Regions from separate parts of the Anas platyrhynchos genome. Here region 2 is linked to region 1. Evidence: chromatin contacts called from public Hi-C data. All regions are on one chromosome and are shown on one strand. The core of a region is the stretch at or near the end of the contact, and the rest is flanking DNA. Distances in the headings are between cores, read along the strand shown.

Region 1 (3,064 bases), core at 73-2,572:
TATTTAATTCCTGAAGCAAGGCACAGCAGAGAGCTTTGAGAGATGGAAGACACTTAACAGCCTGGCCTGCAGGCCAGCCCTCACCAGCTGCACCCATCCTACAGAAACACCGCCTGATTTCTCAGCAGAGGGACAGGTTCAGCAGGCACCCAACGGTGCCAAACGATCGGCACCATAAGGCACTAACAGCTCACCCTTGTGGTGCAGGGGGGGCATTGCCCCAGCTGCTGAATACAGCCAGGAGTTACCTGAATAAGCGTGGCTTGTGATGTTCCAAAGGTCTGAGTCCCAGGACATCAAATCCAAGTCAAAATGGAAGTTACAGAGATCGCTCTCCTGAAACGACAGTTCGGAAAAACAAACAAGACAAAAAGACAACACACACTGAGACCATCCATCAGCTGTTGTGTTCACATTTTTATAATTACAAGCGAAGGAAAGCAGAGGAAAGCACAGGACTATCAGTTAGCTGCCTGAAGGCGTGCAGAGATAAGAGCCTTTAGAGGGGCCCTCTCAACTGACTACAGAAGAAAAAATAAATAATAAAAAGAAGGATTCTAGGGTTCTTTTAGAGCTTGGAGATATAGGAGAAGAGCATTTCAGCTCAAGGGCATCAGTGGTTGTTGTTGGTCTGTTTTCAAAGCTTCACAAAGCAAAAGTTCCAACTGCAGCCACTGAACCACCCCCTACACGGTATAGGCTTGGTGACTTTTTGCCATCTTCTCCCTTCACCTTCATTGAAGGATTCAATTAACGCCCTTCCATCGCCACATCTCAAAGCGTTTTATAAATTAAAGCAGAGAGCTGCAGCAGTTTCCCAAGAGCAGGAGACCCGCGGCTCAGGATCACCTCAGTGCTGTTACGCACGGATCAGGCCTCCCCACGCCTGACCACACCGACATCGTCATCGCCTAAAACCGGAGCTACCGCTTCCATTTCCCACCAGAAATTAAAAAAAGAGGCTCTGATCGCTCCCTCAGCCCCAGCCCCGGCTCACCTCGGGCTCTGCCCCCATGTCCCGCGGCGGCCCGGCGGCGCCCAGCAGCTCGCCCAGCTCCTCGCCCAGCACCGCCTCTGTGGAGGGGGGGGGGGAGAGAAACAGTGGCCTCAGCACCGGCACCGGGCTCGGCTGCTGCCGGCCCGGCCCCATCCCCGGCCCCCGGCCCCCTCCCCGTCCCCAGGTCCCCCCTCACCCCAGTCCAAGCCGCCCCCCGCGGCCGGCAGCAGCCCCGCGGGCTCCCACTCGGCCTCGGCCGCAGCCGCCGCCATGGCTTCCTCCTTCCTGCTCCGCCGCTTCCGCCCCCCTCCTCGCCACACCCCGCTACGGCGGCCTCAGACGGACAGGGCCAGCCCCAAAAATAAATAAATAAAGTAAATAAATAAATAAAAAGCACCTACCACACCCCCCTATATACCCCCCGCCTCCCCCATGAACCCACCCCCCCCCTTTGGTACTCCGCCATGTATCCCCCCCCACAGCACACGGAGGCACAGGTCAAACACACACACACATTTATTTATTTATTGCCCCCCAAAACCCAGCCGGGGGCTTCCCCATTTCCCACACAAGCTGAAGGTCCGTGGCTGAGCTCTGGGGTCTCCTCCACACACATGGGGCAGCGGGGTGATGGCCCTCACAGCATGGCATTTCCCTGCCTGCAAGGAGAGGGAAGAGGTTTTGGGGGGCTCGCCGCCTTCTTGGCCTGCGCCTGGGGGTCTCCTCCTCTCCACACACACACACTTTCAGGTGGAGGAGCCTGCAAGCTCGTGGGTTTTCCATACACAGCTTGTTCAGAGCAAGGGATGTCGCCAGCGTGCTGTGAGGTGGCAGCGTGCCGGCACGCACCTCACAAGTTGGAGTCGTAGGCTGCGTTGGTGAAGATGCCTGGTGATCCGAGGTCGCTAGGAGGAAAAGCAGAAGGGTGTCAGCTTGGGGGAAAAGAGGCAGTCATCGTTACAGAGTCATTAGGGTTGGAAAGGACCTCCCACATCATCTGCTCCATGACCCTACCACCAATGTCACCCACTAAACCATGTCCCTAAGCACCACATCCAACCTTTCCTTGAACAACCCCAGGGACGGTGACTCCACCACTTCCCTGGGCACCCCATCCCAATGCCTGACTGCTCATTCAGAGGAGAAATGTCTCCTCATTTCCAACGCGAACCTCCCCTGACGCAACTTGAGGCCACTCCCTCTACTCCTATCACTAGTTAATCATGTGTGTGTGAGGAAAGCACTCGTGTCTGCCACGTCTCCCCAGGGGCTGCACAGTCAGACCTGACATCATGCACTACAGCAGAATCACAGGGTTTTGATGAGCACCAATTAACACGACATCATTAGCCCCTGAATAGGCTCCCACTGCTTCTCAAAGCAGCCTCACACACACAGATGTGGGTAACTGGACCCTAATGTAGTGACTGCAGGGGTAGCACCCATGCTGCCTGCAGGGCACGGCCCCGGGCACAGCTCTCACCTGGTGGGGTTCAGAAGCTTCTTCTTCTCCTCTGATGATGGTGTTGAAGTGTCCATGTGGATAGTGCCGATGCAAAAGAAATAACCAGATCTTTTTAGATGGCTTGGGAAGCAGCAGCACTTGACAAAGTGAACCAAGTTTGACAAGCATGGGATGGAGGAGAGGGGTGCTGGGGCAATTGCTTTCTCCCTTTTCAAGGGGAAGGTGTTTTTCCGGCTCCCCCCCAGTCTGGCTGCTGACACTTTTTAGCTGGACACAGCATCACATTTCTGAACTCTGTCAACCAACCCACCCTCTCTGGGTCTCCATAACCACCCTGGCTGAAAGTCCCCATCCAAAGCAAGCATGGGCTGCAGGAGGTGTTTCTGTACCTCTGTCACTGAGCCGTTTGGCGAGCAAGGCAAGAAGTGTCCCGGAGAGCACCACGCCAGCTACCACCAGAGCACTACTGCTGGTGTAAACCAGGACTTGCTTTAAGAAGGGGGCAGCATCCTCTGCAACAGATCCACAACACCACAGGTTGTTACCAGAAGGACTTCACCAAGCCAAAGCCACCACAGTTCCCCCCCTCCATGCTCAAGTTG
Region 2 (3,447 bases), core at 860-3,359, 60 kb before region 1:
GAGACATGAGAACTTATAGAACATTGCCATTTCCCAACTAGATTTTGTTTTTTATCTTCCTTCTCAGCCTGTGTGGGTTCTGTTTGCCTTATGGATTTTTCACAGAGTTTGCTACCAGCCTTGGACATCTGCAAGGGGCTTTTGCACGTGGCTGTCAGTTGAAAGAGCGCGCTTTGTAGCTGCGTGCAAATATCTGTGCTACTTGATGGCAGCAAGCCCTCTGGTTTTGATCAAAAAGCCTTCCCACTGTATTTGTTATTAGCCATTTTAATTGAAACGTGGATTATTTCAGAGCACTTTTGAAGTCTGTTACATCAGTGGGGTGAGAATTGCTGGAAAGGAAGGCCGAGGGAAATAGCTGCGAGCAGGAGCTGGCCAACGCAACCGAGCATATGGACTTCGCAAAGCTCTCCATTCCACTCGGTAGATTTTTACCTCTAAGAGCCTCTTTGGCTGTTGTGCTTCATCACAAAAAGCAGCTCTTAGGCTAACTCCATCCAGGAACACACACATTACAGAAGATCAGGCACACAAACAAGTATAACAAAGGCAGGCTGAAGACAAGTCCCATTGTGTGACATCAGAGCACGGACCTATCCAGAATATCTGCAGAAAATTCAAAAAACTCTGTTCATGGCTGTCAGTTCTCAGAAAATAAGGTGAGGAACTTGTCTGCTGGCTGGACATGTACTTGCTTATTGCTAGGCAACTGATAAACTCCCCTGTTTTCAACAGCCTTGCTGTTAATGCTCTCCTCACAGCAGCTCTCTCTTGGATCGACGGATACTCAGGACTCAGTAACCAGCTCTGGTAACTTATTCCACGCACCAGCAGCTGAACTGATCCCCATGAATCAGCCTCCATGTAAACAACCGCTGGCCCTGACTTCTACACTCATGTATTGGGAGCAAGGGAAAGGGGAGAGACTAATGCCAAAGGACACGCTGACACAGTACAGGATATCCAGGGGGTTCTAGGAAGAGGATGTGCAGCCTTCACCTCCAGACAACGAAGGATCCCAAATCTTCACCATGTGAAGACCGTACATTAGCCCTTAACGTGAAATCAACAGGAAATCTGCAGCTTAGTACTCAGCTGGTTGGTTTCCACGTGGTAAATGGTCTGATGCTGGCACTAACAACACTTGTGTTTGTAACTAGCAGAAAATCCAAGGCACTAGCTCTGCTTCTTCCAACATCTGCAACCCCAGTGTTTGCCTGGGGAAAAATACATTAACCAAAGTGTCTTCTTCAGCTGAATTCTGACTGCTGTCTCCTACAAGGAGTGGCTGTACAGATGTTCTCTCTTTTGCACGCTGCATGGAGAGGACTACTGGTAGTGTGCGCTGCGCTGCAGAGCTGCAGACGTCCTGCAGAGACAAAAGGCCCGTGCTTGGGGTCGGAAGAGTGGCTTAGCTGTGCTGCTCTCTATAGGTTATTTTGATCCAAAGACCCATGTTATAACCCACTGCATTTTTTACAGCAGTTAAATAAATACAAGACTAATGGCAAATGTTTCCATTTAAACTTCAAGCAAGGCACCGCCTATATGTCAATTTGGAACTGGTGTAATGAGCCAACGCGACTCTGAATTACAATAAAAGCAAATTTAGGAATGAAATCTACTGGAGACTTAACTGGTCTCAAGTGCATAGTTAGATTTCTAAAATAATAGCTGCAATCCAGCATAACAAACATGACTTGCTTAAAAACAAAAGCTGAAGTTTAACTGTAAATTGCAGTTGGCTTTCATTCCCATGAGAAACTGTCAGATATTTCTTCTTGGAATAACTTCTCAGCAAAGTCATACCAGTGATACTCACAGAACCACGCACGGTGGGACTGGGGCTACACAACTCTGCTTTTTTTCCCTCCAGGCTTATCAAGCCCGGGTTACTTAGGTCCCATCAGGAAGATTGTTTTTGACTACTACTTGTGTCCAGAAATGCTGGGGCGTCGTAGCTGGGCAGAGGGAGGTCAAGACGTGGGCTCAGCTGGCTGCAGGGACCGAGGGGAGAGTTGGGCTGAGTGACAGCAGCCAGCAGGGAAGTGGGACAAGGGTAAAGCACAATGAGAGCAGCTGGGGAGGCAGCAACGCAGAAGCTGATAGCAAAAGCACTGGCTGTGAATTACAGGAGTGGCCTGGTGAGCATGGAAGGGAGGCTGGAACAGGGTGGGGAGAAACCAATCGGTGAGAGAGGAGGGATTAACATGCACCAACACAATTGTTGTCTACTAAAAAAAAAAAAAAAAGAAAAAGACAAAGAAAAGCAACACCTTAATACTTAAATATATTTCAGAACACACTTTCAGGCACCAGCACACACGCCCTCAGTGGAGTGCTTTGTACAATATTCTCTTAAATATTCCAGCTACAACTTCCATTGTACTGAACGCGCACACACACATGTCTACTAGGAAGTTTTCTTTCGAGATCTGCCATCAGCTGAAAAGCACTAGCGCTGCTGGACTTACATCAAGTTTTCCCCTGAGAAGAATTACAAAAAACTTTTCGAACTACAAACCAAATTCTGTTTCGTACACGGGTGAGATAGAGTCAAACAAACCTTGCAGAGCTATGTCACTAACCTCCACGTTGAGTCACACAAGACAGTGACTGACACCTCGTTTCATTTCCCGATCTCTGCCCGCACTTGTTCTCTCCCCATTGCTGCTGCTGGGAGCTGCTCAGTGAGCTCAAGAGTCTCCAGCAGAGCTCAGAGGGCACTCAAGAGATCAAAGCACAATCAGAAAAGGATGACAGCCCTGCTGGTAAAAGACCGTCCAAGTTGTTCAAAACATCCTCTAATGAACTGTAAAGCTGTTTCATGTTTGTGAAGTGTCAGGGGTAAACGTTAGTACTCAGATAAAATTAAGATCCTGTCGAAGAAAGCAAGTGAAGTAGTTCTGAAAAAGATTCAAAGCAAAGGCCATTCCGCTTGTACTCCCTTCAGCTCCTCTGCCAGTGGCAGTGAAAAGGGTTTCCCTTCTTCCACAAAGACCTGTCTGAGGCATGAGGAAAGGCAGGAGCTCGTTCACTCAAAGCTTTGACAGTTCCACGCAGGGAGACCCAGCCTTTTCCAGCAGCCAATTCTCTGCAGGTGGACAAAGAATTAAGGTGGGCTTAAAAGCAGAGCAGACAGCTTGGAGAAAAGCTTTGCTGTCAGCAAACTTCCAGATGCCTCTTCAGGACACACTCAGTCCCCGCAGAGGCAGGACAGGGTGGAGGAGCAATGTTCTCAAAGGAGAGGAACAGGTTTGTCTCCAGGCAGAAGTTTTTAGGGAACAGTCTCCTATCAGCAATCTACTAATTATCACATTAAACATTATGCCAAGGTACCCACTGCCTCTTATGTATCTTGTAATTTTCTTCCTAACACCTGGCTGAGTGTCACAGAGGAAGCAGTGTTCGATGCCATTGTTGACGTAATTGCTGTCCTCGTGTCTG

Evidence for each region. A called contact is a pair of places that touch in the nucleus more often than the background predicts.
Region 2: a Hi-C map of liver shows a contact between it and region 1, with 3 times the contacts expected there. The contact joins the enhancer-like site here to the promoter of ATF6 in region 1. A contact is called at or near these places in 2 of 8 Hi-C or Micro-C datasets (liver and small yellow follicle).

The regions. Positions count from the first base shown.
Region 1 is chr8:16,021,836-16,024,899 of IASCAAS_PekinDuck_T2T, reverse strand. ATF6 (activating transcription factor 6) reads right to left here and starts at 1,322. Exons shown (of 16, transcript XM_072041422.1): 1 at 1,194-1,322; 2 at 998-1,074; 3 at 249-336. The coding sequence starts at 1,269. LOC101798767 (P-selectin) reads right to left here. Exons shown (of 12, transcript XM_072042138.1): 10 at 2,852-2,974; 11 at 2,481-2,511; 12 at 1,496-1,902. The coding sequence ends at 1,848.
Region 2 is chr8:16,081,778-16,085,224 of IASCAAS_PekinDuck_T2T, reverse strand. The region is part of intron 15 of ATF6 (activating transcription factor 6); the gene reads right to left. Among named protein-coding and RNA genes, the nearest start is that of OLFML2B, 22 kb to the left of the region's middle. Within about 2 kb of position 2,109, at least 2 of the 8 cell types and tissues checked have an H3K27ac peak or open chromatin away from gene starts, as enhancers often do.